Linked DNA regions of Macaca mulatta: region 1 is linked to region 2. A link is a contact called in public Hi-C data. All regions are on one chromosome and are shown on one strand. Each heading gives the region's core, a stretch centred on a gene start, on an enhancer-like site or on the middle of the called end of the contact. The rest is flanking DNA. Distances are from core to core; before and after follow the strand shown.

The links. A called contact is a pair of places that touch in the nucleus more often than the background predicts.
Region 1: a Hi-C map of blood shows a contact between it and region 2, with 4 times the contacts expected there. The contact joins two enhancer-like sites. A contact is called at or near these places in 4 of 14 Hi-C or Micro-C datasets (CD4 T cells, blood, cortical neurons and 1 more).

The regions. Positions count from the first base shown.
Region 1 is chr1:64,550,149-64,556,938 of T2T-MMU8v2.0, reverse strand. The region is part of intron 2 of IL19 (interleukin 19); the gene reads right to left. Among named protein-coding and RNA genes, the nearest start is that of IL10, 33 kb to the right of the region's middle. Within about 2 kb of position 5,043, at least 6 of the 40 cell types and tissues checked have an H3K27ac peak or open chromatin away from gene starts, as enhancers often do. A contact at or near this core is called in blood, where this site is marked.
Region 2 is chr1:64,473,450-64,479,789 of T2T-MMU8v2.0, reverse strand. It overlaps MAPKAPK2 (MAPK activated protein kinase 2), which reads right to left. Exons shown (of 10, transcript XM_078004832.1): 3 at 6,154-6,218; 4 at 5,779-5,858; 5 at 5,106-5,232; 6 at 4,442-4,517; 7 at 3,943-4,067; 8 at 3,474-3,559; 9 at 3,280-3,360; 10 at 912-3,161. The coding sequence ends at 3,108. Among named protein-coding and RNA genes, the nearest start is that of IL19, 42 kb to the left of the region's middle. Within about 2 kb of position 4,444, at least 6 of the 40 cell types and tissues checked have an H3K27ac peak or open chromatin away from gene starts, as enhancers often do. A contact at or near this core is called in blood, where this site is marked.

The DNA of each region.
Region 1 (6,790 bases), core at 3,794-6,293, 77 kb before region 2:
CTTCCTTCAAGGCCACAGTCACTCTACATGCACAGTTAATTTTACTCTCAGAGCTTCACATCATGTCAGTCAGTATCTTTTGTTTGGTACAGGTTTTTTTGCTGTTGTTTGTTTGTTTTTGTTTAGATGGAGTTTCGCTCTGTTTCTCAGGCTGGAATGCAATAGTGCAATCTTGGCTTACCACAACCTCTACCTTTAGGGTTCAAGTGATTTTCATGCCTCAGTCACCAGAGTAGCTGGGATTACAGGCATGTGTCACCACACCCGGCTAATTTTTGTATTTTTAGTAGAGACAGGGTTTCGCCATGTTGGCCAGGCTGGTCTCGAACTCCTGGCCTCAAGTGATCTGCCTGCCTCAGCCTCCCAAAGTGCTGGGATTACAGGCATGAGCCACCACACCCGGCCTATATCAATTTTTAAGGCACCAAATTAGGAACCAAAAGCACTATATACTGAATGTGTTTATTTACTCTTTTAAATATGCTTTCTGCTCCATTTTTTAACACCATAGTTCATCTCTTTAATAGAAAAAAATGTTTACCATCACCTTAGAAATTATAGTTAAATCAATTCCCATAACTCATTTCTATATATTTGTTTCTATATATAGTTACCCCATTTCAATGTTTCTTCTTGCCTTACTCCTACAAATATAAATTGCACACCATTTCTGTGTCATACACTGTGCTAAGATCTGGGAATTCAGTGGCAACTAAATTAAACATGGCCCCTGCTTTTGTGGGGTTCATACTCTAAGAGAAGACAAATGTAACACAAGTAAACACATAAATATATAGCTACATTTTGTGATTAGTGGTCTGAGATAAAGATGCCAAAAAAAAATTAAAGGAAGCTTATTTGCAGATTGTGAGACCAGAGGACATCTGAAGAGGTGATATAAGTAAGCTGAGATGTAATGAGAAAGAAGGAGCCAGGAAAAGAAAGGGTTGAGGGAAGAGAGTTCCAGGTCTAGGGAACAGCATGAGTGAAGGCCCTGAGAGAAGAAGGAGCTTAGCATATGCACAGCAAGAACTGATCAGTGGCTATGTGACTATAGCATGGTGAGTGGAGGATAGTGTGGCTGGGCTGGGAATAACTGCAGAGGTAGAATCAGGCAAGGTCTTGAAGGTCATAGCAAGGAGCTTGAATTGACTCTACATGCCGTAGGATATGGTTTGGCTGTATCTCCATCCAAACCTCATCTTGAATTGTAGTTCCCATAATCCCCACATGTCATGGGAGGTACCTGGTGGGAGGTAACTGAATCATGGGAGCAGTTACCCCCATGCTGCTGTTCTAGTAATAGTGGGTGAGTTCTCATGAGATCTGCTGGTTTTATAAAGGGCTTTTCCCTCTTTGCTCAGCACTTCTTCCTGCTGCCATATGAAGAAGGACGTGTTTGCTTCCACTTCTGCCATGATTGTAAGTTTCCTGAGGCCTCCCCAGCCCTGCAGGACAGTGAGTCAATTAAACCTCTTTCCTTTATAAATTACCCAGTCTTGGGTATGTTTTTATAACAGTGGGAGAACAAACTAATACCCATAAGAAACTGTAAATTTATTTTAAGCAAGAAAGTGACATGATCTGGTTTACTAGACCATTGGATGACATGTAGAGAATGACTCAGAAGGGCTAAGAGTAGAAGAGACAGGCAAGTTAATACGCTGTGGCAATAGTCCAGGTAAAATATGATATTGACTTGGACTAACAGGATACCAGGTTGACAGTGGAAAGGGGACCAATTTGTAGTGTATTTCAGAGGTAGAATGATAGGACTGGGTGATAATTTGTACCAGCTCTAATTTATCCTTATTGTGATACACTTTTTACTAGTTTGCTCAGGGAGAGTCCTGGGAATTGTATTTTCCGAGTGCATATGTTATGAGTGACAATTTACCTAGGCATAGAATTCTCAGGTCACACAACTTCTTTCCTTCACAGATTAAAATGCTTTGTTTCATTGTCTTCTCACATTTAGAGTCATGGAAAGTAAGTCTGAAGAATGCTTGACTTTTTTTCTCCCTGCCTACTTATTTATAGAGTTTTTGTAATATTTTAGATATAAAAGTTCTACCTGGATAGATTTGAGAGTAGTAGCTCTTTTCTATCTGCCCAATGTGATGTTATTTAGCCTACCTAACATTCATTCCCCTTTCTTCTGAAATTAGCAACCCCATTTTCCTCTGGTGATTTCTCCCTTATTTGCAGTCCATATGACAAAGCTGACCCATCCTCTCATCCCAGGAGTGGGTGTGTGCTGCCAGTGAAATTAAGGCAACAATCCTTCTCAATTGCATAGATTGATTCAAGGGTGAGTACATGACCCAAGCCAAGCCAATCAAAATCAATGAGGATTAACCCAAGGTTAATGGCACATGTATTAGGACTCTCTTTTCCACTGGGATTGGTAAACTGGGAGAATGTAAGTCTGGAGATACTGAATGTCACCCTACAGGGACAACCCTCCCAAGAATGACGGCAACCCAGAGAAAAGCAAGAGCAGCAGGGATGAATTCCTAGTGAACCCTTGGACTTCGTTAAGTGAACCAGCAAAATTCCTTTTTTGTTTAAGCCAGTTTAAACTGACCCTGACACAAGCCAGACTCCTGATGAATACAGTAAGCACATTCAGTTTTTAAAATAAGATTTTACTTAAAGCCATTATATTTTCTACATATGGCTTCTGCTCCAAAAGAGTCTGTTCATTATTTTTAGGAACTCCTGTTATATGTAGGTTAGCTCTTTGATATCTCTATTTCATGTTTACTCTATTCTTTCATTTTCATTTCTTTATCTTTTGCTTTTGTGTTCTAGGAAATTTATCTTTAGTTTGCCTTTTACTCATTGTTTCAGTTTTCTGCAGTGTCCATTTGTAAGCTATGACTTGCATTTTGGACTTTAATTCAATAACTGTATTTTCCAGCCTGATAAAATATTTCTTCCATTTGGATTGTTTCCTTTTTATAATGGCTTGCTCTAGTCACACACATGTAAATTGTTTTAGCATCTAGCATATGGCATTCTTTGATAAACAGAAAAAAGTGAATGACGTTATTATTCATTTTTCAGGTCAATGATTTTCCTGATTCTATCACTTAACTCCCCTTAACCTGCTTTGTCTTTATAGCCTCTACCACCTGGTATATATTTGTATCAAGACCTAGAGCAGTGGCTGCACAAGTTGGCACTAAAATCTATTTATTGGACGTGTAAATGGATCAGTACAGATGTGTTTTCACTCTTAATTTGCTCAAAGTCCCATTGAGAAGGTAAAACTAGCACAAAAAAGTAAATAACCATCCCAGGCAGCTGAGAGCTATCAGAAATACATACATGATTAATAGCCAAATAAATTGTGCCGATACAGGTGTGTACTCTAGAATCAGAGCCAGGGATGCAGACAGCAGGAGATCATTTCGTGCCTGAATGATCAGAACAGTGTCCACAGAGGATCCAAGGACTGATGGGAACTTCGAAGAAGGGTATGATTTAGAAAGGAAGGAGTCTGGTAGATTCTTCTAAAGAGCATTTCTCTGGGATTCAGATAATTTCACACATGCAGTTAGCTCTCATTCTATCCCTGAAAGATACAGCTACTCTTCCTATAAGGTAAGAGAATTTCAGGCTCGAACAGAGAATTTTAGATTGAAAAATCCAAGCCCATTTTCTATTCCTCCAACCCCAAACAAAGGTGTGGAAAGCAGTTGAGGAAACAGGTTGAGATGAGTTTCACTGAAGTCTCACTCTCCTGCATCTCTGTTTGATCCCTGGGTCATTCTCTCAGGCATCTCTGGTTGGAAACACTTTCAAACCCCAAATCTCATCCTTATTGGGTTTGCATTGTGCTTAGAAAGATGCTGACACCAATAAAAGCTTGTTGCTTAAAGACACAGCCTATGACTCACACAATGCACACTTTATACACCCTAATTGCTTCCATCTCTAGTAACTTTCAGCTTCTCATTACCTAAATTATTTCATTGCACTCAACCTGGGGGTTATCGTCATATAGGGAATCAAAGGAGGTGCCAGAAACAGATAAAAATCAAGAAAACAACCATTTGAAAAGGTTATCATCGGCATCAGGGAATGTCCGTGTTGGAAAGGATCTCCAGGTTCATTAGCCCCTGCTCCCAGCACAGGAACTCTCTTTGTTATGACTCGGACAGATGTTATCCAATTTTGCTTCACAACTTTCAAGGCCTGGGTGCCACATTCTGCAGCTGTCATCTGCAGACTTGACAGGCAGGTGAATGTGGCAAGCAACCCATATTTAAATATAGTTGAAGCCCTCCTGGAATTTACACAGCTACATCTTTCCCTGAACTGCCCTGCAAGAAGCATGAGAGAGGAAGCTCTTCTGAGCCTCATGCCATGTCATAGAGAGCAAGAAAGGGAAGGGAAGAGACATGGCAAAGAGAGAAAGGATGACTTAATATTGTAGTGTTCAAGCTGGAATAATTTTCACTCCCACCTTACTGGAGTGCTTTCGAACTGCTATTTCCTGGAGCAATGCCAGATTAGTTATTCCAGAATTCCCGGGGACTTTGCACAGAGTCCCAGACCCCATCCCTAAGAGATGAATTTGGTACATCTGGGATGAGGCCTGGGCATCTCTATTTGTTAAAGCTTCCGATTATTTTGAAGTGCAGTCAGGTTGAAAGTCACTTTATTAGAGGGCTCTGGACTAGGTCACCCCATTCCTGGTGGTTGAAAAACCTCATGCAAGCAGATCACTCCTATGTCCTCTGGCAGTTTTCTGTAAGCATGTTTTTGTGTTGCTGAAGGCAGCCCCATCAGCCCCTGGGGGAATAATCCTTTCTTGTTCTCTCCCGCCATGCCCTACAGGATCACCTGAGGCCTGTGTCTGGGCCTCTTTACTGCAGCACAGCATCCAGCTTGTACTCTTTGTTGTGGGCTGGCCAAGATGCTGACAGGAACAAAAATGACTTGTTTTTGAGAGTAAAGATACAAGCTTTGACTGAGATGACGCACACATGTTCATGGAGGGAGACTCTCACATCCGACCTACCTTCTTCCGTCCACAGAGAGTCACGTTGCTACTCTAACCACATCACTAATTCCGAAAGATGGGGACTCCTACACAGGGCCTGAGGTCAATGCCTCTGATTAGGGCAAGGAACTGGAAGGCGTCCAACCCCAACTTCCTGGCACTTCAAGTTCTCTCAGCAGCGATAGAGAAAGCCCATGGATGTAACTGCATTACCGAAGGCAAGACCCTCAATGTGTAGACTCTCTGCGGTGCTGGTTTTAAAAAGGCAAACTCTCAAGCCCCACAAAAAGACGTTTTGAAGATCAGAGTGAGGACAGGATCCACCTTTTGAGCAAGCAGGACTAGGGAATTCTGAGTAAGGCTAGTATTTGAACTTTACCCATTTGGGACTGAACCTCAAAGGAAAAAAGGGATCTGGAGAAGGAAATGACATCCCCTCTGCCCTTCCAGGGCCACTGCTGCATCTGTTCTTGAGATATTGGCCAGGCCCCTTATTTTTCTGACATTCCCCTTGCTTTCCTGTCCCCTCATCTTCCTTAACAGGCCTTCTTATCTGCCAGAAGATTGGTCTTTCTTTAAGGCTAGCAGTTAGCCTTGCTTGGGGATCCAATTCTATACATGTGGGCATAGAGGACAGAGCAAGAAGACAGGGCAAGTGGGCAGAACTGTACAGGGAAGGGAGGGACAGTGTTGGAAGTGAAGCCCAGGCTTGGAACTTGCCCATGGCAAAAAAAAAAAAAGGAAAATTTATACCTCCAATATGTCACCAGGGATTCAAATTAAGTTATGACTCACAACTTACCCATGAAGCTCTTTCCCAATTAGTCTGGGTTGTGTCATCAAACTACCTGAATTTAAGTCATGGCTCCATCACTTATTGGCTGCGTGATCTTGGGAAAATTATTGAACTCTCTGACATTTAGTTTCCTTATCTGTAAAATAAGGGTAATCACTTGATAAAGGTGCTGTTCGTTTTGATGAGGTGATATATAAAAATGCTTAGTCCAGGTTTTGGCACATGGAAGGCAGAAAAAAAAAACACCCTAGATATTATGAATAATATAATTCTGCCATGTACACCTTTCCACACTTAACCTCCTCTCACAACCTACTCACTTACTCTAGGCACCAGGCAACCTGAATTACTAAGTGTTCTCTAGGGCCCCAATAAGCCATGGGTTTTAGAGTCTAATGGAATGGTCTAATCCCATCTCCATCACCAACTCATGAGCTGTGTGACCTTCCTGGGCCTCTGTTCCCTTATCTACGGATCAGTGCCAATACATCAAGTTTCTGCAAAGGCCTGGTGCATTCACTGATGCGCACAAGGAGCCCAGGACAGTGCTCAGAGCACCCTGTGCTACAGCCTCCCCTTCCCCTCCTTCCTTGCAGGCTCCCATGTTTGTCCGTGCCTTTCCACGGCAGTGCCTTTGTTCAAACTGTTTCTTCCACCAGGAATGTCCCTTCCCTTTTTCTGCTCATTGGAGTTCTTCCCAAAGCTACCTTCATCCTACCTCAACCCCAACAGTCAAGATACCCAGATAATCACCCTTCACTGACAAATAGAGTATGTACTAAGAGTCTGTGATGTGTCAGGCACTGTTGCTTATGACCAGGGATACAGAGATAATTAAGATGTAGTCCCCAAGAAATTCAGTCTACTTAACATAAGAACATAAGAACGATATGAACATAAGAACAAATAACTGTCCTCCAAGGAAGTGGGGGTAATAACAGAAGTGAATCAAAAGTGCAGGGACAGCACAGAAGAGGGAG
Region 2 (6,340 bases), core at 3,195-5,694:
CATGAAGGGGAGGTCCAGGGCCTGATGTTCCCGTGAGCTGACGGTGGAGACATGGTCCCTCTGGCAGCAGAGGGGACAAGCAGGTCTCTCCTCCAGCGGGAAGCGGGATCTGATTTCCAATCCCACCACGCAGCTGCAGCACATTATCCCGCCTTCTCAGTCACTTTCCTCACACTAAAACAGCCATCAGCAGCCACCCTATACTGTCTCTCGCTGGCAGCTCTGAGGGCCACATAAGAAAATGCGGGTGACACAGTGAAGGATATGCCGTTTTCCCGTCTGACCCGGAGGGACTGCAATGGGGCAGGTAGCCCAGTTTCCACTTTAGGCTCTGCTGCAGGTCAAGTCATCACGTGGCCCCAGCTCTGGGCTTCAGTCTTCTCATCTGTGCACTGAGAATGGGCCACAGGAATCCTGAGCTCTCTTCTAGCTCCGAGGTAGAGCATTTGGTTTCTGCCTGACCCCTATCACCACCTCCTGGAGAGTGCCGGTACTACACTAACCTGCTCCCCTGGTATCTTTTCCAGGATTTCAACAAAATTCACCAGCACCCCGTCTTCCCTGGAGCCTATACCAGTCGGCTTTCACAGGCTAAAGGTGCCAGCACCTGGTGGTGGTTATGTAGGTCAAAGAATCATATGCCAAAAAGAGCTTGGCTCCTGATTCTGCATTTGGCAAAAGAACATGGGCTTGAGCCTTGCAGCCTCCCTGTCCTGCTTTGAGGATGCCCTACACACATCCTGCCCAGGTCCTCACCAATGAGGTGCTGGCCCCTGCTCGCCCAGGAGGCCCTCTGCTCCTCTCCCAGGACCCCCAACCCACACCCCCACCACCCAACAAAACCCCTCTGCACGCAGAGGCATTGGGGGCTAGCGCCTGAGCCCCAGGAAGAAAGAGAAAGAAAAACTCTCAACTATTAAATCTGTTTAGTAAAGACAATTTCGCTCATACAAAACAACAGTTTACAACAATCGAGTGCTGGACACACCGTCTGAGACAAGGGAGGCGCTGCAGGCACCCAGCACCTTCCCCGGTGCACAAAGGCAACCCTGGGTGCCCCTCCACCACCTGCCCCTGAGGGAGAGGAAAGGTGAAGTATTCCTGCCACCTCTCCCTCCAAGGGAAGGGGGAGTGGGGGGCCATGGCACAGAGAGCCTACCCCAGCTGCTCCTCAACTGTGCTGGGGGAGGCCCCTCCCTTCACCGGCCCCGAAGCTGAGTTGTTTGGGGTGATGGCAAATGGCTGATGGGCAAGGGGGCAAAGTCGGGACATCTTTGGTGCAAAGACTCCCCCTGACCCACCAGGCCACACAATGGAAATCTGAGGGAAGACCTCAAAAATGGCCCTGCCTTTGCCCACAAGGGGTAGCTGGCTGATGCCCCAGAACCCAGGAGAAACACAGGAAATGCAAAAGCTTTGTCAACAGAAGCTGCCCAGGCTCACCCACATGAGCTGGGCGGCAGCCCATGGAGAAATGGCTAAAAATTTAAGGAAAATAAACAAAAATGGGTTAATAAATGGCAAGAAGGGGAAGTAGAGAGGTCATTCAGTAGATGAGTGCCTCAGAGGACCTAGGACCAGCACTAAGTGGGGGGAAGGGGGCCCTGGGGCTGGGGGTCCAGTCTTCCTGATCGCTGTGCCAGTGCCCGGTCACTCCTCTCTGCCTCCCGGAACCCAGCGAACAGAGACAGGCCACAGAGGGCCTGGTTCAGAATTTGGATGGGCTTCCCAGGCACTTTGGCAGGCTCAGTATGGGCAGGGCAGACCCAAGAAGGGAGAAGGTTCCTAAGCCCCAGCAGGGCCGTCTCCCTCTGCAGCCCTGCCTGCCCCTGGCCCCTCAAATGCACGATCCCAGGCACAGATCTGCGCACTCGTACACACGTGTGCACACACACACACACTCACTCCTTTTTGTCTGGCACACTGGAGATGTCTGAGGGCTCCGAGAGAGGAGGTGCATGGCATCCTCCTCCAAGGTGGCCTTGAGCTCCCAGAACGCCTGAGCCAGTGGGGACGACCCCAGGCTGTTGTGGAGAAAACAGGGAGGGCAGATGGGACAACACAGGGACAATCCCTATGACAGTTTCCACAAATACCCTCTAACAAACCACAAGCCTTTGCAGTATCCAGAGAGGAAGGCGTCTGGTGGAGAGGAGGAGTGGGGCAAGGACAACAAAAGAGGTTTCATAAAAACTCTAAGTCAAATTACTGATAAAATTGCAAAATGAGCACAGGTTCAAGAGCACCTTGCTCACTTCTCTCCATAGCCTCCCAACCTCCCAACCTCTCCCACTCTGGGGTGGCCAGAGCCAAGGCAGAATTCAGCCACTGACACAGTTCCAGGCTCCATGCAGCTGAGGAGAGGCGGCGGATGTGGACAGTTCCGTGTCTCTTCGTTTAAAAAATATATTCCTGTAGAGAGTTATTGCTTGTCCTCCCGCGGGCAGGAGGGCGCGGTGGCTCAGTGGGCCAGGGCCGCAGCCTCCAGGGCCCGAGCTTTCTTCCGCCTCTTCAGCAGCAGAGGGTTGGACGCATCCTCAATCTTTTTTATCTTGATCTGCTCGTAGTCGACGCGCATTGTGGCCAAGGCACTGGTCATCTCCTCCTGGGGGCACAGCAGCACCAGGAAAGGTACAGAGAGAGCCAGAAGACAGGAAGGAGAGACAGCAGAAGAGATGTAAGAGCAGAAGAGAGACGTGAGAGACAGAGACAAGAGCAGGGTGAGGGCGGCAGGGGTGGGAGCACAGAGAGAAGACGGGCTGCTTAGTGGTCCACGCTGACAACGGCAGCCTCACCCCAGCACTGAGCAGCAGAGAGCTTGGCTACAGCACTGCTGCTGTTCCCTGAGAGCCCCCCAGTGACCCCGCAGGAAAGGAGGAAGAGCCCCGGGCCAGGAGTCAGGAAACCTGGGTCCGGTCTGCCCCAACCAGTCACCAGCTGCGTGACCTTGAGCAGACTGCCTGTCCCCCTGCTCTGGGGCCTCAGTTTCTCTTCTGCAAAATGAGAACATTATACCAGATGGTCTTTAAGGTCCCGTTAGAGACCCAGGGAGTAAAGGGATTCTAAGAAACAGTCCTGAGTTTGGACAGGAACACAGAATTCTCTGTTCACAACCTAGTCAGCCAAGTGGCCTGGTTGCTGTTCTTGTAATGAAGACACCCCTGGGATGAAAGAGGCAGAATCAAGCTCTCCCCTACCAGCACCATGCCTCACACCTGGGCAATCCCTGCAAGCCGCCCACCCCACCCGGAGCCCCTCTCGCCCAGTGGTGCCCCTCACCTTGACATCCTCCCACCGCTCCTTGTCCTCCTTCAGGACCCGGCTGGTGTGCAGTGGGGTTTGAGGGACCTTCGTCGATTGCTGAGAAGACAGAAAAGGGGTCCGAGTGAAAGCCTGGGGTGGGCAGGGTCCTAAGACTCTGTCCCGTGGAATAGTCACGTGGGACCCAAGGTTCCCCAGTCTGCCGAGCTTACCATGATCCAGGGGTGGTTCATAAACTCGGTGATGGTCATTCTCTGGGTGGGCTCTGTTTTCAGCAGGTTCCGAATGAGCATCTTCACTGTGGGATGGGGCAGGGGGCAGCGACAGCTCAGGGGCCACTCTCGCTGGCCTGCTCCTTTCCCCAGTTTTCATGGGGAAACCAGATTCAAAGAGGGGTTGCATGGAGGCAGGCTGCCTGAACAACTAGCCCCAAGGACCACGACGGCTCTACCACTTGATAGGCCCTGCCCAGCCCCACAGCCTCGGCCCTGCCACTGGCCCTCCACACAGGCAAAATGAGGCAGGACGCACCCCGCAGGCATGGGCACAGGTGTTAACCCACAGTTACACCAGGCACATGAGATGGAGGCCCATACGTGTGTCTGTGTGTACACACACACACACACACACACACACACACACAGAGGCTCTTCCCCTTGTCCTGAAAGCCTGGGTTCTTACCTTCCTCTGATACTTCTGACCATTCTGGGTTGGGAAATTCATACTGGCCCATTCGGATGCGAGTCTTCATGCCCGGAGAGATGGCAAGGCCGTGGTTGGAGTAGAAGGGGGGATACCCACACAGCCTGCATCAACAGAAGGAAGGAAGTGGGAGACACAACAGCTGTCACTTAGGGGCCCTGCACCAGGAACAGGATGAGAAACAGGCTCTTCTCCTTGTAAAGGTCACAGAGAAATCAGGGCTCATTGACACAAGCACAACATACAAAGCCAAGGACGGGGCCCGGGAATCCAGCATAGCAAGTATCTAAGGCGCACACTTTCCAGTCCATGAGCTGGTTTACACCCGCCACTTAGCTATCGGAACTGAGAGAAGGGGCACGCAGGGGACCTCCCCTGTAGAAAGAGGAATCTAACATCTGCCTCTTCCTCTTGTCCTGGAGAAGTACTGGCCGCCCTGACTCCCTGCCCCACCCAGCGCCCTCCCCAGCACACTCACAGGATGTACATGATGACACCCAGGGACCACATGTCACAGGACTTGTCATACTTCTCTGGACCCAGCACTTCTGGAGCTGCAAACCAAAGGTCAACATGGGTGGGCCAGCCCTCAGAATCCTGTGATCCACTCAGTTTCTCTGTGAAAGATGCTCCCCATCCCAACTTTCAGCCTATCATGAGGTGGCAGCAGCTGGGGTGCAGAAGGAAGAGCTGAAGCCCAGCCCAGGGACTGGAACAGAATACCCTCCTCCACGAGAAACCCTGGAACTAGGATCTTAAGATTTTAAAGATCCTGAACTGCATGAGACTTTCAGACCTATGCCATCCATGTAATTTCACAGATGCTCTGAACATGCTTTGAAAGCTTTTTCCATGCCAATCAGCTGAGGCTCCAGAACAAGACCTGGGTCCAGATTCCACTGAGAATCTGATGGAAACCATGGCTCTTCTCAGAAAGATCCCAGCAGATCCTTTCTTACAATTCCTCCACTGTAGCTTCGCTCTGACAAGCCCAACTTCTCAGCAGGTCCCAGCAGAACCAGCACCAGAAGGGGCCATAGACACAACTCTCCTAGGATTTGCGGCGCCCCCCGACAATCAAGAGGAGGGGCTGAGAAAAGTTCTGGGAAAAGACTAGGTCCCTGGGCCCCCTGGGGACTTACCCACATAGTATGGCGTATAACAAGGAGTGGTCAAAGAGTTGTGGCTGGTGGTTTCCTTGGCAAAGCCAAAGTCAGTGAGTTTCAGGATGGCGTTGGGCCTTTTGGAGGTGTATAAGAGATTCTCAGGCTACAGAAAGAGAGACAGAAAAATAGCAACCCTGCTGGACCTGGGAGGGGCTATCAGAAACAAAAGGGTGCTGGTTCCTTCCTTCCTCTGCTCATCCAGCAACCATTTGCCTATCCCGGGCACTGCCCACCACAAGAAGTGGCAGCTCTCTGCGGGTGTCTGCCCAGCCCATGCACTGCCCACTACAAGGAGTGGCAGCTCTCTATGGGCAAGTGCCTGCCTCTGCAGGGTTTCCAGAGTGCCTGGAGATAAGAGAGTGACACACAGAACCCACAGTAAACACCACAGGGACAGAGAAACCAACAGTGTGACTGGGGGGTTCTGCCTGAGGAGAACCACAGGGCTGAGTGGGGTCAGAGAATGCTTCACTACTGGGTTTATGAGTTTGCCCATGGGCAGAGAGGGCAAGGCCCTACAGGGCAGAGAATGGCATGCTCAGGAACCAGGCAGCAAGGACGTCGGGTGGCCTGGCAACCATCCCTGGGGTGGCCAGGCCCCCCTGTTGCCCCCACAGCACTCGGGCTTAGGGCTGTGAACAGTTGGCACCTTGACATCCCGATGGGCAATGTTGATTGAGTGCAGATACTGGATGGCCTCACCGATGCTCTTCATGATTTCGGATGCCTCTGTAGAAGGGAGGGAAGAGAGAGTGGGAAGGAAAGTCACAAGGACATGTCATTAGGCTTGAAAACCCAGTGCACCAGTCCCACCTCTGTGTAGCCTGAGGCTCCCCACAGCCACCACCCACCCCAGAAACAAAGCCACCAGGAGCTGCGCTGGTCAGCTGAGGCAGCCCTTGCAGTGTGCTGGAGGGGACAGCAGCCTCAACACCCTTCCCCAAGAGCAGGCACTGCAGAGGCCCCCTTCACACCCCCACTGCCCTGCCTGCCTGCACCTGTTCCCACAACAGACCCTTTCTACCTCTTTCTGTGAACGCCTGGTCTCCTCGGTCCTGGATTCGGCTAAAGAGTTCTCCACCGTCCAAACTGAAATGAAGCCACAGTGAGATCCAGAGAACACAACAGCCCACCGCCACTCTCTACTGACCCCCCAAAAATCAAGTGTTTACATTTCAGGCTTCAGGCCCATCCCTGGGCTGTTCTCAGAG